Regions from separate parts of the Mus musculus genome. Here all the other regions are linked to region 1. Evidence: chromatin contacts called from public Hi-C and promoter capture Hi-C data. All regions are on one chromosome and are shown on one strand. The core of a region is the stretch at or near the end of the contact, and the rest is flanking DNA. Distances in the headings are between cores, read along the strand shown. Region 1 holds the start of Lrrtm4 (leucine rich repeat transmembrane neuronal 4). Region 2 has its middle 85 kb from the start of Reg3g. Region 3 has its middle 79 kb from the start of Mir7232.

Evidence for each region. Promoter capture Hi-C pulls out the DNA fragments that hold promoters and counts their contacts. Hi-C and Micro-C count contacts between places; a contact is called where the count stands out from the background.
Region 2: a promoter capture Hi-C map of hippocampal neurons shows a contact between it and region 1, with 12 times the contacts expected there. The contact joins the enhancer-like site here to the promoter of Lrrtm4 in region 1. A contact is called at or near these places in 3 of 39 promoter capture datasets (the 3T3-L1 cell line, hippocampal neurons and neural stem cells) and 5 of 484 Hi-C or Micro-C datasets (cortical neurons, forebrain and ventral hippocampal neurons).
Region 3: a contact with region 1 is called in a Hi-C map of forebrain, with 6 times the contacts expected there. The contact joins the enhancer-like site here to the promoter of Lrrtm4 in region 1. A contact is called at or near these places in 5 of 39 promoter capture datasets (hippocampal neurons, liver and maxillary cranial neural crest), 6 of 484 Hi-C or Micro-C datasets (cerebral cortex, cortical neurons, forebrain and 1 more) and 1 of 115 datasets of contacts at active chromatin or transcription factors (forebrain).

The regions. Positions count from the first base shown.
Region 1 is chr6:80,017,217-80,020,436 of GRCm38.p6, forward strand. Lrrtm4 (leucine rich repeat transmembrane neuronal 4) reads left to right here and starts at 1,661. Exons shown (of 3, transcript NM_001134743.1): 1 at 1,661-1,970. The coding sequence starts at 1,964.
Region 2 is chr6:78,552,185-78,555,367 of GRCm38.p6, forward strand. No RefSeq gene overlaps it. Among named protein-coding and RNA genes, the nearest start is that of Reg3g, 85 kb to the left of the region's middle. Within about 2 kb of position 1,252, at least 15 of the 459 cell types and tissues checked have an H3K27ac peak or open chromatin away from gene starts, as enhancers often do. A contact at or near this core is called in hippocampal neurons, where this site is marked.
Region 3 is chr6:81,814,507-81,817,828 of GRCm38.p6, forward strand. No RefSeq gene overlaps it. Among named protein-coding and RNA genes, the nearest start is that of Mir7232, 79 kb to the right of the region's middle. Within about 2 kb of position 1,580, at least 12 of the 459 cell types and tissues checked have an H3K27ac peak or open chromatin away from gene starts, as enhancers often do. A contact at or near this core is called in cortical neurons, forebrain and ventral hippocampal neurons, where this site is marked.

The DNA of each region.
Region 1 (3,220 bases), core at 411-2,910:
TTCTATCGCTGAATATTTGGGTGGGGTTTGTGTCTCTATGTGAAATACAATAATTTGAAGAGACTGTATATGTATCATTTTCATTGATTGATTTATTTCATTTCAGTACCCACAATTACATTGCCACTTGTGGTATGAATTTGCATTTTAATAAATAGTAAGTCTTAAGCCAAAAACACACATCTCTAAAGTAGCAGCTCAGGCATCAGTCAATGGGGGGGATGGATGTAGGGAACCGGTGATCCCTTTTTTGTTCTTTGAGAAATGTTAGTGACTAGACCAGCATCTGTGACCTTTTGCTCATAAAGCTGAGGGAAATTACGAGTGTTCATCGTCTTTTCCTTCCATTTCAACAAATAATATCTGATCAGATAAACTAAAACCAAAGCATTACTAAAAATTATCCATTTGTGAGGATTGACTCCAGCCATAGAAGTTTCTGTAAAACTCTTTTGATGTTTTCAAAGCGGCTGAATGGGGCCTGTGACTAAGTAGCAGTCTTTGCACTGCTGCGTTTATGTTTTGGGTTACTCTAGGTATTCTTAAATGATTATCTGTCAGAGTAATTATAAAATAGCTAAAACTAGGGAACACAACAATGGAGGTATGGGACCAGAGAGACAGCTCAGTGGTTAAGGTCATATGCTCCTCTTGCAGAGGACCCAGTCTCTACTCCCAGATGCTATGCAGAGACTGCCCATGACTTCACTTCCACTGGATCTCATGCTGTCTTCTGGCTTCTGTAGGCACCAAGCACACACATGGTAAACAGACATACATGCAAGCCAAATACTTATGCACATAAAATGTGTAGGTGTCTGATACAAATTCAGTGAGAAATATAAATTTTTGAAAATCACTCATTTCAGATTTTTTTTTTAATTTCATCAGTACTAATTTCAGGATAGTCTGCAAATTTTAGAAAAGGGCCAGGATAATATAGGAGAATGCTCTTGTTTCTTTCAGGGTGGTAGGCACAACAGAACAGATTATTTGCACAAGAAAAAGTTCATTGGAAAAGTGAATGAGTGTTAAGAGAAACAACTGCAATAATATTGACAAGCTTTAGTTCAGTTATTGTCTGACATCAGATCTCCATTACCCAGACACTTGGTAACCCAAAAGCACTTAAGTTAAATATATAAACTTTTACAAAGTCATATTATAAATCACTTGATAAATGTACAGAGTAATAGGCAGAATAGGTGTTATTGACAAAGGCTGAGAATGGATGATCAGACTTAAAATTTTCATGATGAACTATCTTTAAAAGCATAGTGTGCTCTCTCTCGAATGGGATGGCATCCTTACGTGGTTGTTTTTTGAAAACGAAAATATAGACAAACCAAAAACAATCATAAATACAATAAAAAAATTATTCCTGCCATTAAAAATGAGGACATATCACTCGTGGCACCCTGAAAAGCATTTTAAACCAAAAACCAACTTTCCAAACCTACGGATCACAGACATTTGGAGGGAGAGAGACCTAGGAAGTTGCTAACAGCTGCTGCAGCTGTGAAGCATAAACCCCACCATAAACCTTTTATAATTTATACTACTGGAGCGGCGGGGGGTTGGGGGGGGGGTGATCCTGTGCCTTTAATTTCCCTTTCTGAGCAGGGAAGGCTGCACAGCCCTGACAAGCTCACTTGTTCCTGTCTTTAATGTGCAATCTGTTTTCTCCAGCGGAGGGCACTCAGTGTATCACAAACTCGAGCATTAGCACCAACCAGCTCTGAGCACCATCAGTCTCTGGAAAGCCTTCTGAATTAGACAAGGGCTGCCTCTCAGCACAGCTACAAAACACTTTCAACCTGACCAGCTAAATGGATAAACCTAGCCTGCATAGCTTTTAAACTGGGGTCTCGTACAGCACAGGCGGCCTGCTTGCTTCAACAGCTGAAAAATCCTGAGGATGAATTGCTTTATCTGGGAATGGCAAAAGCCCGCACAATAAGGAATGCCAGGTACTCTGAGGATTTTCCTTTCCTTTTCTTTTTCTTTTTTTTTTTTTTTTCTTTTTTAATCCCTTCTCCTCTCTCTCTCTCTCTCCCTGTCTCTCTCTCTCTCCCTCTTTTTTTTCCCACAGAGAAGTTGGTTACCTCCGAGATGAGCTGTAGCTCTTTTCACAGATTGCCAATTTACTGCTAATGTGCCCCTAGTGAATTATACAATGGTCCTCAGAGCCTAGAGGCCCTCCCCCTCCGGCACCCCCCCCCCCCCGCGGCTTCCTTTTCCCTGCCCCTTCATCCCACCCCGTGCTGATTTTTTTTTTAAGTATACGTATATCTATATTATTTGTGTGTGTGTGTCTGCCTGTCCTCTCCGGGGAAGTTTACATGGGGCTACGGGCTCACATGCGGGCTCAGAATGGTTTGAATGACAGCTGCACTGTGTCATGAAGGTGGTGGTGATTTCTACAGGAGAGACCAAATAAGAAGAAAGCTGAGAGAGGGGGGCAGACGGTTTTTGGATGACAAAGGATGGGTAAGCGAACTTTTGTTGTTTTCTTCTCAGCAAAGCTGATCCTAACCCCCCGCATCCTCAGCTGGGCATTAGCTGCTAAAAGACCAGGAAACAGGCACAAAGCGGCAACCTCTACTTTACCCGTTGTCTCACTATAGTTGCTATTATATTTTTAGATCCTTTTCTTTTGGCAGTGTTTTATTTTTCTTTTCTCTCTCTCTCTCTCTCTCTCTCTCTCTCTCTTTTTAATCTATAAATGCATAGCGCGGACTTAAACACACGCTGGAGGGATAGCTTTAAGACTGTCTCTAGCGTCTGCGTATCCACAGCTTGAGAACAGGGTATGAAATAAATACCGTGTTTGCTTCTATTTCCTGATAATCTGAGCCACGCTTGGGTTCGGGTTGCCGTCAAGAAGATTGTTAACACTTGGCTATGTGGGTGCAGGGGTGGGGTCCCTACTTTATCAGAGGTGGCACCGGAGGCTTGTTTGATCTTGGAAACTGCATCCTGAATACAGCTTCCAAATTTCCAGTAGTCATTTGCCAGTTTTGTTTTTTTCAAGTGTGACTGGCTTTTTTTTTTTTTTTTTTTCCCTCCCTCTTTCTCCTGTCTGGGAGAGCTGGGTTGTATTTCAATGAGACTGAAGCTGACAAGAAAACAGAGTGCAAGATCGAGTTAAATTTTAAATTATATAAATAAATAGAAAGATAAATAAATAAAAGAAGAAGAGAGGGGGGAAAAAAGGACA
Region 2 (3,183 bases), core at 2-2,501, 1.5 Mb before region 1:
TTCTCATGTTGGTGTTCTGAAGCGGGATTTGCCAGGAGCATCCGGCCTCATCACGCACAAGCTGCTTCTGCTTTAAGGAACCCCAGCATCTGAGAGGCAGAAGGCGCTCATAAAGTATGTCGGAGCATTGCGCATGGCACAAGAAGTGTCTCCTTTTTAATAAAGAACAATTAGGATTCTGAGGTAGTACTTGCGCTACTCTTCCCACGGAGCTCTTTAATTGGGAGGATTTATTTTGCTCTCAGGTACTGCAGAGACATGCTTGCTGCCTTCAGGAAATTGTGGAACACCTGCAGAGCATGGTCCCCACAAAGCTGCATGCGGTGACAGTGAACCCAGGTGCAGAGAAATTGTCTCCCAGCTGCAGGCACACACTGTGCCCTCATCAGCGCCAGGCTGACATTCTCCACCCACTCCACCTCCATTTGCTCTGTGCTAACATTTGAATGTGCAATGACCCCGAGCCTGCCTTGAACACTTGTTCCCAGGCTGGCTCTGCTGTTGGGGAAACTTCTGAAACCTTGTTGCTGAGACTTGACAGGTGGAGGAGGGTCACAGGGGACTGAATTCTTGAATCTGACTTTCATTTGAAGCTGAGTCTTTTTTTGCCTGCTACTCCGATGCAATTGGTCGATGACGGGTTATATAATGTGATGAACCATATAACTTTAAATTCCAACCCAAAATAAGCCTCCCCTCCCTTAAGTTGTGTCTTGTCCAGTATTTGCTCACAAAACTGGCATGAGTAGCTAAGATGAGGAAGAGGTAACTTCAGAGGTTTTGTCACTCGCTTATTTAAAGACCCAAGACCCAAGCAAGTAAAAGCAGAGAGTGAAAGGCTGTACAATGTGGGGATCGTGAGTGATGTCTATAATCGGCAGTTTAACAACAAGTTGGAGACCAATGGGGCTACATGAGGCCCCGTCTCAAAAAGAGAAAGACAGAGAAGACCATACACAAACAAAATTCGGAAAGGAAGCAGTAGTGTTAGCACTCGGCAGCTGCCTTTCCTCTGATATTTATAGTCTGCTTAGACTGCATGAGATCATAATGACCGCATCCTCCTGAACTCTTGATGGGTGGGAAGCAGGCCCTTTATACTCCTTTCTGGCCCACAAGGTCATGTCTTATGCCACTTCTACTCCTTCAACCACGAACTTTCCAGATTCACAGTATTTCATCCGAGTTGATAACAATTGGAGGGGAGGGGCTGTGCCTGGCTCCCCAGTGACCAGAACCGATCATCCTGAAAGGCTCTACCTGCATGTGGTTCTTTGTGCTGTCTATGGCAGAGTTCCCTGTCTAGTTTCTGTGGAGAGGCCATGGGAACAGAGCACATGCACAACAGGGACAAAAGTACAAGAACTATCTTTAGCTCACGTCTGTCGCTGGCTCCTGTTTCTCAACTTTTGAGTGTGTGCCTGTGACTTTTAGCTGATTCTTCCAATTAATATGCAGCTTACTCATATGTTATGATGCCTGCTATTATCCAATTAAACAAAAAAAAGTCCAACTTAGGCATAGGAGATGTACTTCATAGCTGTGTTTTATGTATGAATAGTTTCATTCTGAGGAAAATAATTTGTAAGAGCTACTGTTTTAACAATGTGAGTTTCATCCTAGAATGAACTGTGCCTGCACATTTTTTCTATCGTGCACCTAAATTAATTGGTTTATTGTTAATACCAATTATGCAAAAATAATCCCTACCTTCCAAAGGTTGAAAAATGCACGGAATTGTTTAAGATAGAATTTCATAGAGAATTTTTTCTTGAATTAACTAATATGACCTTGTGTGTGCATGCCTGAATGACTTTATGCAAAACACATGCATGCCAGAGCCCATGGAGTTTATTAGATATACTTGCAATTGGAATTACAAAGAGTTTTGTGAGCCACTGTGCGAATGCTAGGTTATTTACTATACCTTGGCTCTCTGAAAGAAGAGGTAGCCCTTTTAACCATTAAATCCCATCTCCAGCTCCTGTATAGAGAAAATGTTAAACCATAAGACTTTTAGTGTTTCTCGCCATTCTTCCTCAATGTGCTTCCTGATGTCAGCCCCAAACCTCTTCTCATCTGGATTGTGTTTCTATCCAACAGTGGCTGTGCGTCTGCATTGTTGTTAAGTGTGATTACCAGCCCCCATACCACTTGTTCTTACTCTTTAAACATTAGCTCACTTAAAGTGTAAGTTACTGTCCTCTTAAAAAATAAAATCCCTAAAACAGTTTTTGCTTCACAAAAATATGACTTGGTAGCTCACCTAGGCAGTGGTTTATTTTCCTCCATGCTTCCTAGGGATCCATAGGATTGTACTTTGAACTCTCTCAGGTGTATGCTGGACACCCAATGCAAGGGATTCCTCTAGAGTTGCATCCTTCTGAAGTTTGGATGCTTATCTTCCCTATTGCTTTTAAGTCTTCGGTTCTTCACACTTACTGAGTTCTTTGTAAGTTTCCTTTACTAATAAAAAGACCTTGGGTCTCCCTTTATCTCATTTGGATAGAACTATGTCATTTGAATCACTTTTGAAATGTTTCTGTATGTTTTAAACAGAAGGGTTTACTGTTTTGTACAGTAACTCTTATACTGTGAGTTTGAGTCTGAACTATCCCTAGGAATCTGTGTTTCCCATGTTTTTCATGTGAGTTTTCCAGCTGATGATGCTATTTTTGGGATATTGGAAGCTTTAGGGCAGTCAGTATATAACATAAGGGTCACAACCCCTTTGGGGCTTGAAGAAACTTTTCACAGGGGTAACCTAAGACCACTGGAAAGCACATGTATTTGGCTTATGCTTCATAGCAATAGCAAAATTACAGTTATAAAGTAGCAACAAAAATAACTTTCTGGCATTAATATATTAGTAACTTTATGGTGTTAAAGGGCCATAGCATTAGGAAGATTGAGAACAGCTGCTCTAGGAGACATGGCATCCTGGGTGGAAGTAGATAACTATGGGTGAGCCTCTGAAGGTGATACCCATCATTCATTTCTATTGTGCTATTTCTACTTATTGGTCCACTGTGGATATAATCACAACTGTGATGTGAACTGCCACCACAATATTTACACTGCTGCGAAATGGGTTATTTTAATATATACATTTGTATGTATTGGTTAATAATAAACTTAATGTAGTCTCTCTATGATGTGAAGTTTTAAGTTTCTGCCTTGACC
Region 3 (3,322 bases), core at 330-2,829, 1.8 Mb after region 1:
TGTTGGTGACTCCAGGCATCAGTGAGAATATGGACCAACAGCTTAAACACTGCAGGCGGGACAGCGGGTTTGAACAAGCACTTTGGAAGGTGATTTATTGGCATCCGTGAAGCCGAGTGTGAGTACAGCCACCACCCAGCAGAGGCACTTCTAGATAAACACCCTCATTTGTTAAGCAGGCCAGTTTAGCTCTCTTCTGCTATCCTCTCTGGGCCCTTCTAGAAAAGGCAAAGGGAACGTCAGCTTCTTAAATCAAAACTACACCCTGTTGGCCCTTCTAGGAAAGGCAAAGAAAACCCCAGGTTGTTAAATCCAAAGTACATTGAGGTAGGTCACAGTATTTCTTATATAAATGGAAAAACAACTTCCCCAGAATTGTGTCATTGACTTACAGGAGAAGTAATTGTGTCTTAAAATAGCATTGCAACAGTCATTTACTAACATTGTAACAACCATTTTCTAAGCAAACACAAATTTCATTGTAGTAGGAACATACTGTTAGGGCCAGCAAGGTGGCTCAGTGGGTAAAGGCACTAGCAACCAAATCTGATGACTTAAATTCAATTCCCGGGACCTCCTGCAAGGTATGCTGCTGTGCATGTGCACACACACACACACACACACACACACACACACACACACACACAATGTGAAAATAAAAGAAAAGCCATATTGTCAATAATATATATATATATATATATATATATATATATATATATATATATATATATATATGTCATCTTTGAATTCTACTATATTTACAAAAGTGTTCCAAATCCTTAATAGGGTCTGCAAGATCATATCTCTCCAGCCTCATGTTGGCCCACTGTCCTGCAGCTCTCTCCGTTCTGGCCTTAAGGAGCATCACCAAACTCCCTGTCCTGCAAACTCTCCTGGGCAGCTTTCTTCTGCTGGACAGCTCTCTCTCAGCCTCTGTCCTGCTAATTCTCCCTCTGCTGGACAGCTCTCCCTCAGCCTCTGTCTTGGCCAACTCATCACCCACTTGCAAGTAGCATTTCCTGGCAAACCGTAAGTACTTGATAAATATGTTTTGTCCCATACAGACTGCTGAAATCCTCGGACGAGCTGTCCTTTTGGCCTCCTTGACTTCGGGAGGTGAATGTACTAGGATAATGTGCAGAAGCTGACTACAAACAAGTCACTGCACACTTTCCCAAGGGGACTGGCAATGGGAAGGCAGAGCTCCGGCTGCTATCAAGATGCCAGTAGGAACAGGCGTGGGATCAATATTGTGTGCCACCTCTGAACAAATGTTCATCACCCAAAAGCATGAGATGAATGGGAACATGTGTGCTGCCAAGGCGAGAGAGGCACAGGGTGCTCCTCTTACAACAGGAGTCCTTGGCTTAGCTCTGCAGCCAATAGCAAATGTGATATATATATATATATATATATATATATATATATGTATTTAAAAAAAAAGATCCACAAGCAAAAAACAAAGCAGACATCATTTGAATCATCTTTAGGGACTTGGTTGCCAGGTGCTAACATGGCACAGTCGGAATGTCTGGGCAAAGTGCCTAAGAGGCTGAGACAGTCTCACGCCTCTGAGACCAGCTCACCTTTGCGTTCCTCACTGACTGCTTTGCCAAGACCAGAGTCCTGATGCTCAGGACAATGTCACTGTGTGTGCTTGTCAGCCTGCTGCTCCTGGCAAACTGCAAAGGGCTTGCGCCAGAGAGCATTTTGGGCTGCTTCTCTGTCCTTTGCTCCACGGCTCTTTAGAAGCCAGGATCTAAGGACCCAGCTGGGTTTACGGTGACAGGTAAAAGATAAGCCGTTCCAGTGAACCAGACCCATGTCCCCTGGGTGGCTGGGACAAGCTTCAGTGATCTGCATGTTTCACTGTGGCATGTCAGGCCTCCTCAAAGAAGGCTTCATGCAGCCTGGGCATCAAGAACTGACACCTCCAGAGATAACTGATTTTGGATGAGGCTGGCTACATGGAAATTTGGTACATGTGCCTGCAGACAAAATATATGGTGCCTAAATTGGCCATTGTTCCATTCTGAAAGCAGAAGCTTGCTTGAGCTACTTAATACTGATTGCCAACTACACAGGATCTAGAATCACCTAGAAGAAAACACTGGACAGGTCCGTGGCGGGAATTTTCTAGATTATGTTAACTGAGGTAGGAAGACCCGCACTACATTCAGACAACACCATCGCATGAGCTCAGATCCCTGACTGCATAAAAAGACACCAGCATTCACCACCTGCTTGCTGACGGCAAATGTAGTGTGGTCTTGTACCTTGGCATTCTCACCCACCGTGATGCTTCCCCACATGATAGACTGTACCCTGAACCAGGAACCAAAACAAATCCTTCCTGGCTGAGGTCACTTCTGTAGGTATTTTGTCACAGCGATGAGAAGAGTAACTAACATACATCTCAGCCTGTGACCAGAGCCTTAGGACATGGTAGAGTGTTTGGAAGACTCCAGTCCTGCAGCAGGATTAGCATCCACCCATAGGTCCAGCACATTAGAAGCAATGGCATACCCATTACTGTGTGCCCCAGCTCGGAATTGCAGCACATATTAGAAAGGGTAGGGCTGAACGACAGGTACCAGGGGTATCTCGTTATTTGAATTTATCTATTTCAAAAATCTTCCAGGTTCTAACCCTGGATGGGACTTCATCCAGTGCTTCTTGATGCTGCTCACAAAGAAGTCTTGTTAGAGTCTGTGGCCGGCTCTGCCACTGAGCATCTGGGACAGACCGCTATATTGTCGGAACCAGGCTGGAGGTCTGAGTTGTTTTAAAGAAGCAGGCAAGAACTGAAGCGCGATGCTACTGATTTCTTTATTACCAGGCTTCAGCTCCCATGGAAAAAGAAAAAAAAAGAAAAAAAAACTGCTGCCTGCCATTTCCAAGTGCAGTGGAGTTAAACAGGTCTAGAAATGGATTCAGCAAAATGAGAAAGTTCTTACAGAGCAGAGAAGTCCAAAGGCAGGGTCAATGGTGCCCCCATGTGGGCAAATGATGTAAAGACAACAAACTGCCTTGAATGACCCAGCTGAGAATACATTCTTTAGTAGAGAAGAGGTGAGATTCACTCCTACCCCTCCACAGACCAAGACACCTAGGAAGCCAAATGCTACAAGAAGCGCTGTGTACAAAGGACAATGATTCATTTTATCATATGCAAATCCACATTTACTTCAATTTTGTGACCATTGTAATATATATACTGCACTAATAACACACACACATACTGCTCATGCAAGTAATTATACTAATTATACTATTATAATTATACTCTGTTGGTCACAAAAAAAGCAAAAGAAACAAAAGG